4 separate regions of the Mus musculus genome follow, and all the other regions are linked to region 4. Evidence: chromatin contacts called from public Hi-C data. All regions are on one chromosome and are shown on one strand. The core of a region is the stretch at or near the end of the contact, and the rest is flanking DNA. Distances in the headings are between cores, read along the strand shown. Region 1 has its middle 290 kb from the start of Gm36251. Region 2 overlaps Gm36251 (a long non-coding RNA gene). Region 3 has its middle 260 kb from the start of Gm36251. Region 4 has its middle 7.2 kb from the start of Gm36686.

What was found. A called contact is a pair of places that touch in the nucleus more often than the background predicts.
Region 1: a Hi-C map of forebrain shows a contact between it and region 4, with 5 times the contacts expected there. The contact joins two enhancer-like sites. A contact is called at or near these places in 5 of 484 Hi-C or Micro-C datasets (cerebellar granule neurons, cerebral cortex, cortical neurons and 1 more).
Region 2: a Hi-C map of cortical neurons shows a contact between it and region 4, with 3 times the contacts expected there. The contact joins two enhancer-like sites. A contact is called at or near these places in 5 of 484 Hi-C or Micro-C datasets (cerebellum, cerebral cortex and cortical neurons) and 1 of 115 datasets of contacts at active chromatin or transcription factors (neural progenitor cells).
Region 3: a contact with region 4 is called in a Hi-C map of cerebral cortex, with 9 times the contacts expected there. The contact joins two enhancer-like sites. A contact is called at or near these places in 3 of 484 Hi-C or Micro-C datasets (the N1E-115 cell line, cerebral cortex and forebrain).

Annotation. Positions count from the first base shown.
Region 1 is chr9:112,829,490-112,832,701 of GRCm38.p6, forward strand. No RefSeq gene overlaps it. Among named protein-coding and RNA genes, the nearest start is that of Gm36251, 290 kb to the right of the region's middle. Within about 2 kb of position 1,877, at least 10 of the 459 cell types and tissues checked have an H3K27ac peak or open chromatin away from gene starts, as enhancers often do. A contact at or near this core is called in cortical neurons and forebrain, where this site is marked.
Region 2 is chr9:113,079,860-113,082,999 of GRCm38.p6, forward strand. The region is part of intron 5 of Gm36251 (a long non-coding RNA gene); the gene reads right to left. Among named protein-coding and RNA genes, the nearest start is that of Gm36251, 42 kb to the right of the region's middle. Within about 2 kb of position 1,467, at least 4 of the 459 cell types and tissues checked have an H3K27ac peak or open chromatin away from gene starts, as enhancers often do. A contact at or near this core is called in cortical neurons, where this site is marked.
Region 3 is chr9:112,863,691-112,866,468 of GRCm38.p6, forward strand. No RefSeq gene overlaps it. Among named protein-coding and RNA genes, the nearest start is that of Gm36251, 260 kb to the right of the region's middle. Within about 2 kb of position 1,436, at least 9 of the 459 cell types and tissues checked have an H3K27ac peak or open chromatin away from gene starts, as enhancers often do. A contact at or near this core is called in the N1E-115 cell line and cerebral cortex, where this site is marked.
Region 4 is chr9:113,632,220-113,635,106 of GRCm38.p6, forward strand. No RefSeq gene overlaps it. Among named protein-coding and RNA genes, the nearest start is that of Gm36686, 7.2 kb to the left of the region's middle. Within about 2 kb of position 1,627, at least 20 of the 459 cell types and tissues checked have an H3K27ac peak or open chromatin away from gene starts, as enhancers often do. A contact at or near this core is called in the N1E-115 cell line, cerebral cortex, cortical neurons and 1 more, where this site is marked.

The sequences.
Region 1 (3,212 bases), core at 627-3,126, 800 kb before region 4:
TGTTTCTCCCATTGGTTGCTCTGTTCAGGGTATTAGTCATAGCAACTGAATTGAAACTAGAATGAAAATATTGCATGAAAAAGTGTGACGTGCCAGCTGGTGCAACCACAGGTCATCTGAAGAATCTAAGTCCCTTCGTTCCTGCACTGAGAACTTCAGCCCCCTAACCTTCTTTAATAATTGCTTCGAAGTTGACCATGTAAAAGCTGCCCTTACCTTCAACGTTAGCTCTTCCAAATGGCAAGATCACATAATGTTAAAGATTCCCAGGATGACCTACCATAACTGGACTTATTCAAGAAAAAAGATCTAAAAAGATCTTTACCAAAAAAAAGAAGGGAAGATCTGAAACATCTGGGGAACCTGGAGACAGTTACACAGGCATCCAAGGAAAAATAGCCCTCAGCAGGGATGTGTCACCTAGTAAGTCTATGTGTACACATCTGTCTCCACACAGGGATCTCAGGAAAGGGGCAATAAACCAGTAGTACCATCCTCAAAGGTAAGTTGACCAAGAGGCTGGTGACTCTGAGATGACAAGAATCAGTTGTACAACCCTTCATTTTATGTCTGGAGCAGGGCAGGCTGGGGACCCTGGTTCTCATAACTGCAGAACCTTTGCTAACAGGCTCAGGATAAGCTTTTGCCTCCTAGGGCTTGATTCCAAGAGAGTGAGTTAGCATACTTGCATGCCTACTCTTGACCATGCAAGGGTATGAGCCAATGGCAGGAGAAAAGGTTATTCCTAGGAGACAGGTCACATTAGCATACTGTCTTAGGGTTCATTTATAAAAGCACACTTTGGTTCTTTTCTTACTTGCAGACAAAGTTCCCTGGGAATTGTTAGCAAGATGTGCCAGCAGCATGCTTGTCAGACTTCAGGTGCCCATAAATCCAGCCATAAAGGGCTCCCTCCACTCCAAACACATCTCTGTGAATGGCCCAGTTAAAAAGCAAACACATTGTAGGGAATTAATAAAAGCAAATTTTTGGTTTTTACTGCTCACTCCAACTCTAGAGAGCAATGCCTTTTTAATTCTCCCACAGTAGCTTTCTTAAATCACCCCAGGCTTCCATTAAGAGTTCTGTTGTTGCTCTGGACAGTATCTTGTTAGGAAGCAAGTCAGCTTGGTTATTACTGCTGAACACTGTCCCTAGCTTGCATTTATACAGCAAAAGGCTTATAGAATAATTACCTACTCTTTCCTATAATGAGCCGGATGATACACACACACACACACACACACACACACACACACACACACACACACACACACATACACACACACACACACACACACACACACACACACACACACACACACACAAACACACACACACCTAAAACCACCCTGACTGCCATCTATGCTGATGAGAGCAATTGATAAAAATTGGCAAAACCACTAAAACAACTTCACTTATATTCACTGAGACCCATGTTGGCCGCAGACAAGAAAACATGCTTACTGGCCACAAATAGGTTGTGTGTTTGGCATAAGTGCCATGATTTCACACACATGTGATCTTATCACGGTAATCTGTATTCGAAATTGGTAAGCAAGATGCTGGGAAATACACTTAGAAAATATCGATGGGATTTGGAAGCTGTTGTTGACTTATAACACAAAATTCAAAGCCCACTGAGCTGTGGTGAGCCAAGGAGCCCATCTTCACAAGGATAGCCTACACTGTGTCTGGTCAGTGGTCCAGGTTGCCGGATATCCTCTGTCTATTCTCCAAGGCCTCACACACATGCTGTGCCTGTGGACACAGGTTTCACACACCAGCTGTCACACCGGACTCTAACTTGGAATGTGTTGCAGATATGAAAACCCACAAAGAAAGAATTCTCACATTCCCTAGTAATTGAAGGCCCAGGGATTGCCTGCCAGCTCTCTGCCTCTGGGGCAAGCTTGGATTTGGCATTCTGTTTAACACTCTCCTACACACAGCAAAATATGCTGCTGTTTTTTCTCTTTTTACAAGTGTGTGTGTGTTTGTGTGTGTGTATGTGTGTTCATGTGTGTCCTGTGTATGTGTACACATGTGTACTCAGGTTTACTTGTCCATGGCTGGGCATGTGAAGGCTACAGATCAATATTAAGTGCTTTATTCTATCATCTTTCACTTTAGATTTTGAAACAGGGACACTCACAGGCCTTAAGATAGTCATTTCAACTTGACTGGCTAGCCAGCAAGCCTTGGGGGACAGCCTGTTTCCATATCCCAACACAGTGGTAACACACACATGCCACCACCCAGCTCTTACACAGATGTGAACTTAGGACCTCATGTTCACATACCAAGCATTTTATCCACTGTGCCATCTCTCCAGTCCCTGGCCCTGTGTTGTTTGGTTGTTTGGATCTTATTTTTATTTTTTATAATAGTTGCAGAACAGGTTAGAAACTGTGAACCTTATATTTCTTTTCATCCTTGAGAAAGCATATTTATGTTGTAAAAAAAGAAAAGGGCACATATTCTTAGTTGACAATAATTTTCCTTCCCAAAGAGATGAGAAAATAACAGAATAATATCTATACTTAAGATGTTAAAAGTAACAAAAGCGTCCCAAGCCCAGTTTGTTGGAATGCAAGCCTCCTCACATGGTCCCAACCCCCACAGGAGAACAAATCATCGCCATCCCTGATCAGCAGAGTCCGTATAAAGCTATGGTGTGCTCAGAGGTACATTTCTCTAAGGACTTGGCCTTTGAGTAATTGGGCAAACATGGTCCCCCTAAAAGGCCAAAAGCATTGACTAGAGGGATAGCTTCCCCCACTGTCATGTCTAACAACCTCAAGGGGACTCTGCAAGCTGTGACACGCACCCCTTCTGACAATGCATCTCTCGGGTGACTTTTTGCAGAACTTCTTTCACAAAGCTAGTTTGAAAACACTTTTTTTTTCTGGTATTCTGCTCCAGGGAGACGGACTTACTCCCTTCCAATATGCTGTGAGTTTCTTTGGGTCTGACCGTGTTGGGTCTATATGAGGAAGTAAACCCCGGTAGGACAAACTACTACTATAATTCTTCACTCATATGGGGGCCAGAAAATGCGTGGTGTAGAACACCATCCTGAGAGCAAAGTGACCATGGCATCAGATAAACTGTGCCTGCTTGCATGATACCATCATGATCAGGCTTGTGGAAGGATATTGGCAAGGCTACTGGACCCTAACCTAAGGTTCTAACCACTCCTCTAGCCATTT
Region 2 (3,140 bases), core at 217-2,716, 550 kb before region 4:
GAAGCTATCAACTCTCAATAGCTCCTCAGCTAAGAGGAAGACTTCAAGACTACCTCTTCTCTCTGTGCTGGGATTCTGTTGGGCTTGACCAATACTGGGAATTATTAGTTCAGTAATACATCCAAAAGTTTACACATACTAACCAAACAGAGTTTATCTATGACATTCAAGATTAGTCTAGTATATAAAACCAAATAATGAGAGATGGTGAGGGTACCTATTGCCACCACATGTCTATGCAATATGAATGTACTGACAGAAACAATCACACAAGAAAAGAAAACACCAAGCTATCCTAATAGTAGTTTAAATCCCTAATGACCCTTCTGCACTTAGAGGTGTGTGTGTGTGTGTGTGTGTGTGTGTGTGAGTGTTTATGTGTGTGTGTGTGTGTGTTTACCACCAACCGTGTGTGTGTGTGTGTGTGTGTGTGTTGCCAGTTAGTTGTATTTTTTGTTTGTTTTGGTGTTTGTTTCTGTTTTGTTTTTCAGATGAAGTCTCACTGACCTGAGCTTAACAAGTAAACAAAGCTGCCTGGTCAGCGAGCCACTGAGATCTGCCCATCTCTGCCTTCTGAAGCTTGGGATTATGAACTTTTATTGCTATGGGTTTGGGGGATGGAATTCAGGCAAGGCAAGTGCATTCCTGACTCCCCAGCCCCCTAATGACTCCTTTCAAAGTAAATGTTTGGAACTGAAATATGAGTTCAATAGAATTGTAGGGCATAAAATCAACATGCAAAAAAAAAAAATGAGTTACATGAATAATGACCTACTCAAAGGAGACACTAGGCAATGATCCCATTTGCATGAGTCCCTTGTCCCCAACAATAAAATACACATACACAAGAACCAATATAACTATGAAGGGGAACTACCTATACTCTGAAATGAGACAAAGATCCACCCAGGAGAGAGAATGAGATGACCACTACAGAACAGACCTGACCTCACTTCACACGGCCTTCTACACGGAGGAGGCTGCACCATATTCCTTTGCCCCACTTATTTAAATATAAGGTTTGTTACTAGAGAATAGCTGACTGCGTGATACATACTGATGTGTGGCCAGCATCACTCCTGAATGTCAAGGAAACCTATGTTTGTTTTAAATGTACAACCCTCTACTACCAGCTCTTCCTTAATTAGAATTTTCCTGAGTGTTTAAACCTAGGCACAAACATTTAGAGCAAGCTATTGCCATGCATATGAAAATGAGGGTGCTGTGGAGGTAATTAGGAGTGTGATCTGCCTCCCTCGGCCTGCTTACTCCTAAGATTCCCTGTTTCTTTGGTGATCAGCCAGCTTGGCTCAGCTAATGCTGGGTGCATGTGTCCAGTTTCCTTTGTTTTAAGAAATTGACATCTCCAGAGCCATTTGAAGACTATAACCCAGGTTGACAGGCACAGATTCTGTTCCACAGGGATGACCCCACCACCTATGACATGGCTTATGCATATACATAGTGTCTGCCCCACCCACCCCTGCCTCCCCTCATGCACACACATAGTGTCTGCCCCAACCCATGACTCCCCTCATACACAAACTATTTTTAGAATCCTGAAAAGAAACGGCTAGAAACTCTTACATCGTTGTCCTGAAGTGTGATTTTTTTCCCATATATGACACATTGATCAAAACAGAAGAGAACCTTTCCTAAATTCTCTGAGTCAGACTTTATAAGTAACATCCGTGAGGCACGGTACATGAACAACAGTTCTTTAAAGCAACAAGAAATGTGACTTTTTCATGAATAAAAAATTGAGTTTGAACTTGGGTCCACCGAAGCCTTATTTAACTCAGAGCTCTTAAACCTCATGTCCTTTGTTTATGTGATACTTATATTTCAGACTCCAGGCGGTTCTTCCAGAAGAATTATACATTCTGATGCATTCATCCATCACACACTTCCGACGTTAGATGTATTTTTAGTGTGCCCAGCTTGCCCAGAATGAATATAACAAGCATGTAATGTATCCTGAGGTGGGAATGAAATTGATAGAAGCCGGGTAGGGGTGATGGAAAAGAGGAGGGTGGTGGAAAGATGACTCAGAGTTCATGAGCTTTGGAACATGAAAGGCTCTCTAAGTCATGGAAAAGCACGCTCAAGAGCCCACCAGAGCAAGACTCAGGGCCTGCTCAGCAAACAGCCTACAGCCAGGCAAGACCTAGCAGAACTGGAAAGGGGCATGCTAGACAAGCTGTTGCAAAATGTGCTTACAGGGCCATCAAGATGGCTCAGCAGTGAAAGTGCCTGAAGCAGAGCCTGGAGGACTGAGTTCTGTCCCCAGAATCTAAATGGTAAAAGAACTAACTGACTCCCAAAAGTTGTCCCCTGACCTTTACATGAAAACTGTAGTATATGTATACACATGTACATAAATACATACATGCATATATATATACACACATGTACAATATATAGTAAATGTAAAAATAAACTTTTAAAAATAAACAGAATGATTTTAGTATGGTTCAGATTTTAAATTATAGCCAAAAGTAATGAAATGAAGTTTTAAACTAATTTGTTTATTTTTAATTGCCATAGATAGATAGATAGATAGATAGATAGATAGATAGATAGATAGATAGATAGATAGATAGATATATAGATAGATATGAGAGAGGGGGAAAGAGAGAAAGGGAGTATGATATGACACATTGACTGAAGTGAACATTGTATAAGATGCAGTGAAGCTAATTAGCATCCATCACCTCATCAATTTATCAGTCTTGTGATTAGATCATTAAAAATATCTCAGCAATTTTGCAATCTACAATAGCTATGACCCATAGCACAATAGGTCACTAAATCATGTGTTCTAAGACTTTGTATGTTTGGTCAGAATCTTCTCATTCTTCATCTCTCTTAATGAGCCCCTAAGCTCTGGTATCCACTTTTCTCCTCTATGCTTCTATGATATTGGTCTTTTTAGATTGTACAAATAGGGAAAACCAGGGCAGATACCCAAATAATGGAAAGTAATGTGATGAGGAGACATGTGGACTCCTTGGTCCATTTCAGTGTCACCCAGGATATCCAAACCTCAAAATATGGAACAGGGATGGATAAAGAAGTGTCGTGTATTTTCATAATGGAATACTGAAATGCTTTTTAAAAGTAAGAAAATTGTCATTTGA
Region 3 (2,778 bases), core at 186-2,685, 770 kb before region 4:
AGAAACTTTCTTATGGGTAGTCTAAAAATACAAGGAAGCTAGTATTACCCATTATAGTTTTTTCCAGATATGTCTATAGTTATCATCTTCCACTTCCATTTTATAAGCAAGAGACCTGAATCATTCTATGAGATGAAGCTTGGTATTCACAACTGTACCAGTATTTATATTCCCTGAAATTCCTGCATCCATCTGGGAAATCACCACTGTGTGTCTTAGAGACCAGGAGGAAGCAAATATTTTGGTCTCTTCTCTGGTTCCTGAGTGAAACCAAATGCTATGTACACAGAGCTTGCAGAGGCTCTACCAGGGACAGAAGGAGTATGGAGGGAATGTATGCCAGCCTGGGTACTTCTCTGGTTCTGTTTGCTCATCTCAATACCAGTTTGTCTCCATCACTCTCTCCTACCAAACTGTTGGGTTCCAATGTATTCAACACATAGCTTGTCATCTACAGATGTTCTTCATTTACATAAACACTGTTGGTTTTCCATCTCCATCTGTATCTTGCTGTTTGTTTGTGCATAGCCATTTTCTTTTTCAAAATGTTGATACACTGCTAAATGAACAGCTAATATCTTGCTGCTAAATGTGAGTCAACCTTATTTTTCTTAATCAGTACCATAGAAATGAGCCCCTACATCTACTGTCAAAACACTGTATAGATCTACCTAGCCCTCCCTTCAGGTTATTTGTCTGAATATCACAGAGATATACACTCAGGACCAAAAGGCTAAGGCTATGGGATATACGTCCAGAGATGAGCCAATACAAGGGAAGTGTTCCTAAGAATGATAGCACACTATACTACATGAGGGGCATCGAGGAGTCCCATATATCTCTAGGCCTTCTGGACTCCATGTTCTCCTCTAGTTTTACTTACTACATCATCTTGATAAGAAGATATGATCTGATAGCTTCCTCAAAAAGACATAGCAGAGATACAGGTTGAGAAAAAGACTTTCCAATTTTTGATTTAGCTATTACAATGTGATCGTGTGTGTGTGTGTGTGTGTGTGTGTGTGTGTGTGTGTGTGTGTGTAGAGAGAGGGGGGAGGGGGAGGGGGAGGGAGGGGGAGAATGCATTGCACAGTGCAGAGTACAACCCAATATAGTTAATTCTCTCCTTCTACAATGTGAGTCCTTGGGATTCCACCTGCTGAACTGAATCCACCAGGCATCAAGCTTAGCTAAGATATCTTCTCAGCGAGCCCCGGAGATTCCGACGTCCCCACATGCCCAGTGCTAGATCATGAACCAGCACCACCATGCCAAGCTTACTGATGTGGATTCTGGAGATTCAGCTCAGGTCTCCATGCCTGCAAGAGGCTCTTGGAGCCCCCATCCCTAATATGTGTGATGCATATGCTGTAAGCCCATGTTTTCAGGCTGTCTGCTCCTAGCATTCCATTGTTGACTTAGCCTCCAGCTTTTGCAGGGCTGTCCAATCAGTTTCCCATCTGCCTCTCTCCAGCTTCCTGAATTTTACAGCTCTCATCTCCTCCCACACACTTGTCACACTCAACTGTTTTTAGTTTGCTGTTTCTCTTTGCTATCGTTTTGGTGAGGTTACAGGAAAGTAAAGAAATAAATGCCCAGGTAAATCCACTTCTACCATCCTGCAAAAGAAGAAAGTAAGTTGCTGTTGCAGCTAACAGATTTAAAACTGCATTTTTAGATGCCATTCAAGGTCACTGCACCTGTCCCCTTTCTCCATAGACAGATGGATAGCTGGAGAACAGAAGGTGCCAAGGAACACATGTATTCTTTTCTCTGAAGAGACATTATCGTGTACCCCCCACCCTGCAAAAAATAAATAACAACAACAACAACTGCAATTACATTGTTTCCTAACTCCATTACTGAAGAATATGACCTTATTTGGAAACAGGGTAATTAAAGATATAATTAGTTGAAATGAGGTTATAGACAGGAGAGAAGCAAGCTGAGATTTGCCAGACCTCTGTCACTATAAACATGGAGTGGGACATGGAACAGACTCTCCCACCCTCTGGAAGGAAAGAGTCCAACTGACATCTTAATTTCAGACTTTGAGTCTCCAGGACTAAGAGACAACGCATGCCTGTTGTCTTAACTACTCAGCTGCCAATGTTCATGTCAACAGCTCTGAGAAACTAACGTACATTTTGGTGTCTGCTTGTAGCTGATGCTATCATGTCACAATGCCTGAGTTACATTGAGCACGTTTTCTTAGAGACTTGAAATTGTGAGTAATGGACTTATGCACTTATTTGAACTGGTTTCCAAGAAATGAGTGTGCAAAGCTGCTGGGTACCGCCTTTCTGCTCACAGAACAACGTGGAAAGAGAGGGATGCTCTGAAGAAGAGATGCTGAACAAAGAACAAATGGTACTGGATGACACGGAAGGTCTGCAGCCTCGTTAGGCAGCAAGTTCTAGAAGCAGGCTGAGGTTTATCCTGACATCCACCTCTAAAACACTGCAAAGGGCTCAGACCATAACATCACTGACCCAGGGCAAAGGGGAGTAGTCACTGAAGACAAATCTCAGGGAGAAAGCATCCTACAAATGCTGGCAGCCTTTGTCATCACTGAGTTGCAAGCTCTCTTAGACCAAAAAGGCCTTTGCTCCTCTGATGTTTCCCCTTAGAGTGCAATGTATATCCCATAGTTGTTCATCTGAACTTGAATCGGGTATCTTGTTTTCTGAATTTCTCACATTGACATGAGAGCAATTTTGCCCAAGAATGCCAAATTTCCTGGGTGCAGCTACATCTCAATTAAATTTTAAGACAATA
Region 4 (2,887 bases), core at 377-2,876:
ACACTTCTAACGGTCTTCCTTGCTCTCCATTGCATGCTTGTTCAGCCTGTTTTCTTATACAAGACTACCTGCCTAGGGATGCCACCGCCCACAGTGAGCTGGCCCCGCCCACATCAAACATTTATCAAGAAAATGCCCCCCACACACAGGCCAATTCAGGAGGCAATTCCTCAATTGGGGTGCCTGCTTCCCAGGCGATGCTATTTTATGTCAAAGTAACAAAAAAAAAAAAAAAAAAAAAACAAAAACGAACCAGTGCACCAGTGTTGCTTGTCGGAGGCAGCAACAGTTGGGCAGTCTATCTTCAGGCCCTCCCAAGCTCCTCCTAGCTACGATCATCTTTTATTCCTTCCTGCCCACAGACATCTCAATTTATCCTCTCTCACAAAGGAAAATGATTGCAAGGTCCTACCCTCTTTTTCGTGAAGAGAAAAGAAAACTAATATTGTTTTCCTGCTCAGAGCTTTGTCAGAAATGCCTCGAAGACAAAATTAAATTTGAGATCAATCAAAACCTTGAGCAAAGAGATGAGCCAGACTTCCCTCAGGGCTCAGGCTATGCAGTCCTCTGCCAGGCACTGTAAGTCCCGGCCCTGGCAGGTGACCCAGCCCTTGGGAGGACTGCTGGGTGCCTGCCCTTCCTGTCCCTGGATTTTACCTCCTGATGATGTCATCCTTGCCCTGATCTGATCCCAGTTTCGGGTGCACAGCCCTGGTCCCTTAGGGCTAAGGAACCTTGAACTGTGAGTCTGGCTTCTTAAATACTCTAAGGGTGGTCTCCGTGACCCTCAAAACAGCAGCCAGCAGCTAAGCATTGTGTCTTTCCCCATCATAAGGATGAGTTAGGTTGATTGAGGATTTTCTTTTTTGTCCTTTAAAATTGTTAAGTGGCTGCAGCTCAAAATGTCACAAACACAAAAATAACATCTCTTGACACTCCGTAGGTTAAAAACAGTTCCTGGGATGAGGTCTATGTTCTGTTTCTCTGCATCTTCTTGGCTGGCACCTCCCTCCCTCCCTCCCTCCCTCCTTTCCTCTCTCCCTCCTTCCCTTCCTCTCTCTTCCATGATAAGCCTCATGGCTTTTCATAGTTTGTTTTTGCAGGCGTCCTGGTCTCCTGCAGTATCTTTCCCATCTCTGCCTAGCTCTTGTCTCCTCAGCCCCACCCACCAGAGCCTCCTCAGCTGCCCCAGCTCAGCCGCCCCAGCTCAGGCACAGCCTTTGGCCCGTATCTGCCTGTACCCAGGGTTCAGTCTCCTGCCTTCCCTTCTGCGTTCAGACCTGCTTTGTTGCTCTCTGGGCAGAGGTTCTGTGGAACACAAATGCAGCTGAGGCTTTGGTGACTAACTTGGGCTCACGCCCAGTGCCATCGGCTACTGCCATGTTGGTGGGGACAGAATCCTTGCTAACTCATCTAGGCAGGGAGCCATGGCTTGGAGCCGAGCAGCAAAGTGTCTGGGGACCAAGGAGGGGACTGATGATGGAAAACACATCAAAAGAATAGGCGATAACTCCAGTTTTCTTTCTCAGAACACCTGGCCAAGATGCCTCCTCTCTATTCCTGTCAGCCAAACAGGACGGCTGCCTCACGTAAAGAATGGGGCTTTGGCAGAGCACACAGGGGTGCAGTCAGGCCTCTGGGCAGAAATGCCTTGACTCTGTGTTCTGTCTCCCAGGGCCTCAGTGTACTCACTCGTGAAGGTAATAGCTCGAAGTGTTTCTCAAGTTCATAGAAGACAGCCGCCATAATAGATGTGAGGCACCATTGTCTCCTGGCTTCTGTTCAAAACTTCTTCCCACCAAGAATGGTGGAGCACACACCTTTAATCCCAGCACTTGAGAGGCAGTTGGGTCTCTGTGAATTCAAGGCCAGACTGTTCTACATGGTGATACCTTATCTCAAAAATAAATAAATAAATAAATAAATAAATAAATATCTTCTTATGGCCTCTCCTGTCTCTCTGTAGGAAAAAAAAAATGGCTCTTGGATAATCTCTCCAAAAAAGCTCTCTTTCAATCAGTCAATTTGCTTACAAAAGTTTACTGAGCACCTACCCCGTGCCAAGATCCTTTGCCAAGTACTGGGCATTCAAATCAAATGAGATAATCCTGCTATCTAGGGAATCCCAGGGCAGCAGAAGTGACAAATACCAGGTAAGACAGGACACCTCAGAGATGTAGAGGAAGGGTAGCTACCGGATATAGCAAGGATAACCCATGTTCTCTTTGGAGTCATGGTTTCCGTCAGGTTACCTGCCCTCCTTGGGAGGGAGGACTCCTGTCATGAAAATCGAGGGGCTGGAAGCTGTCAGTATTTAAGGTTTGTAAGTCTTCCATGGCCTGCTCCGAAAGATCCTGCTATGAAGAAAATATGAAGGATGTGTGACTAGGAGAAGACTCTGCCAAGGAAGTGTTTGACTCACAATCGTGAGGACCTGAGTTTGATCTACAAGAGATGGGAGAAGCCATCATGGCACACACTCAAAATCTCATTGCTGGAGAGCCTGAGACAGGTGGATCGCTGGGACTGGCTAGCAAGTGAGCATAGCCTATTTGGAAAGTTCTAGGTCAGTGAAGAATCTGCATCAAATAGTATGAGCAATGCCTCATCTTTTCCTCTGGCTTCCACGTGCATGTGCACACGCATGCGCACACAAACACACACACATGGTGAATAAATAAGAAGATTCTAACCTCCAGGTAAGCTTTATACTCTAACAAACTCTCCCCTCTCCCTTAAACACACACACACACACACACACACTCACACACACTCACACACACACACACACACACTCACACACACACACACACTCACACACACACACCAGCACTCACTGTAAGAGGATCTTGTGTATCACTCATAACCGAGCAACCTGCCATCTGCC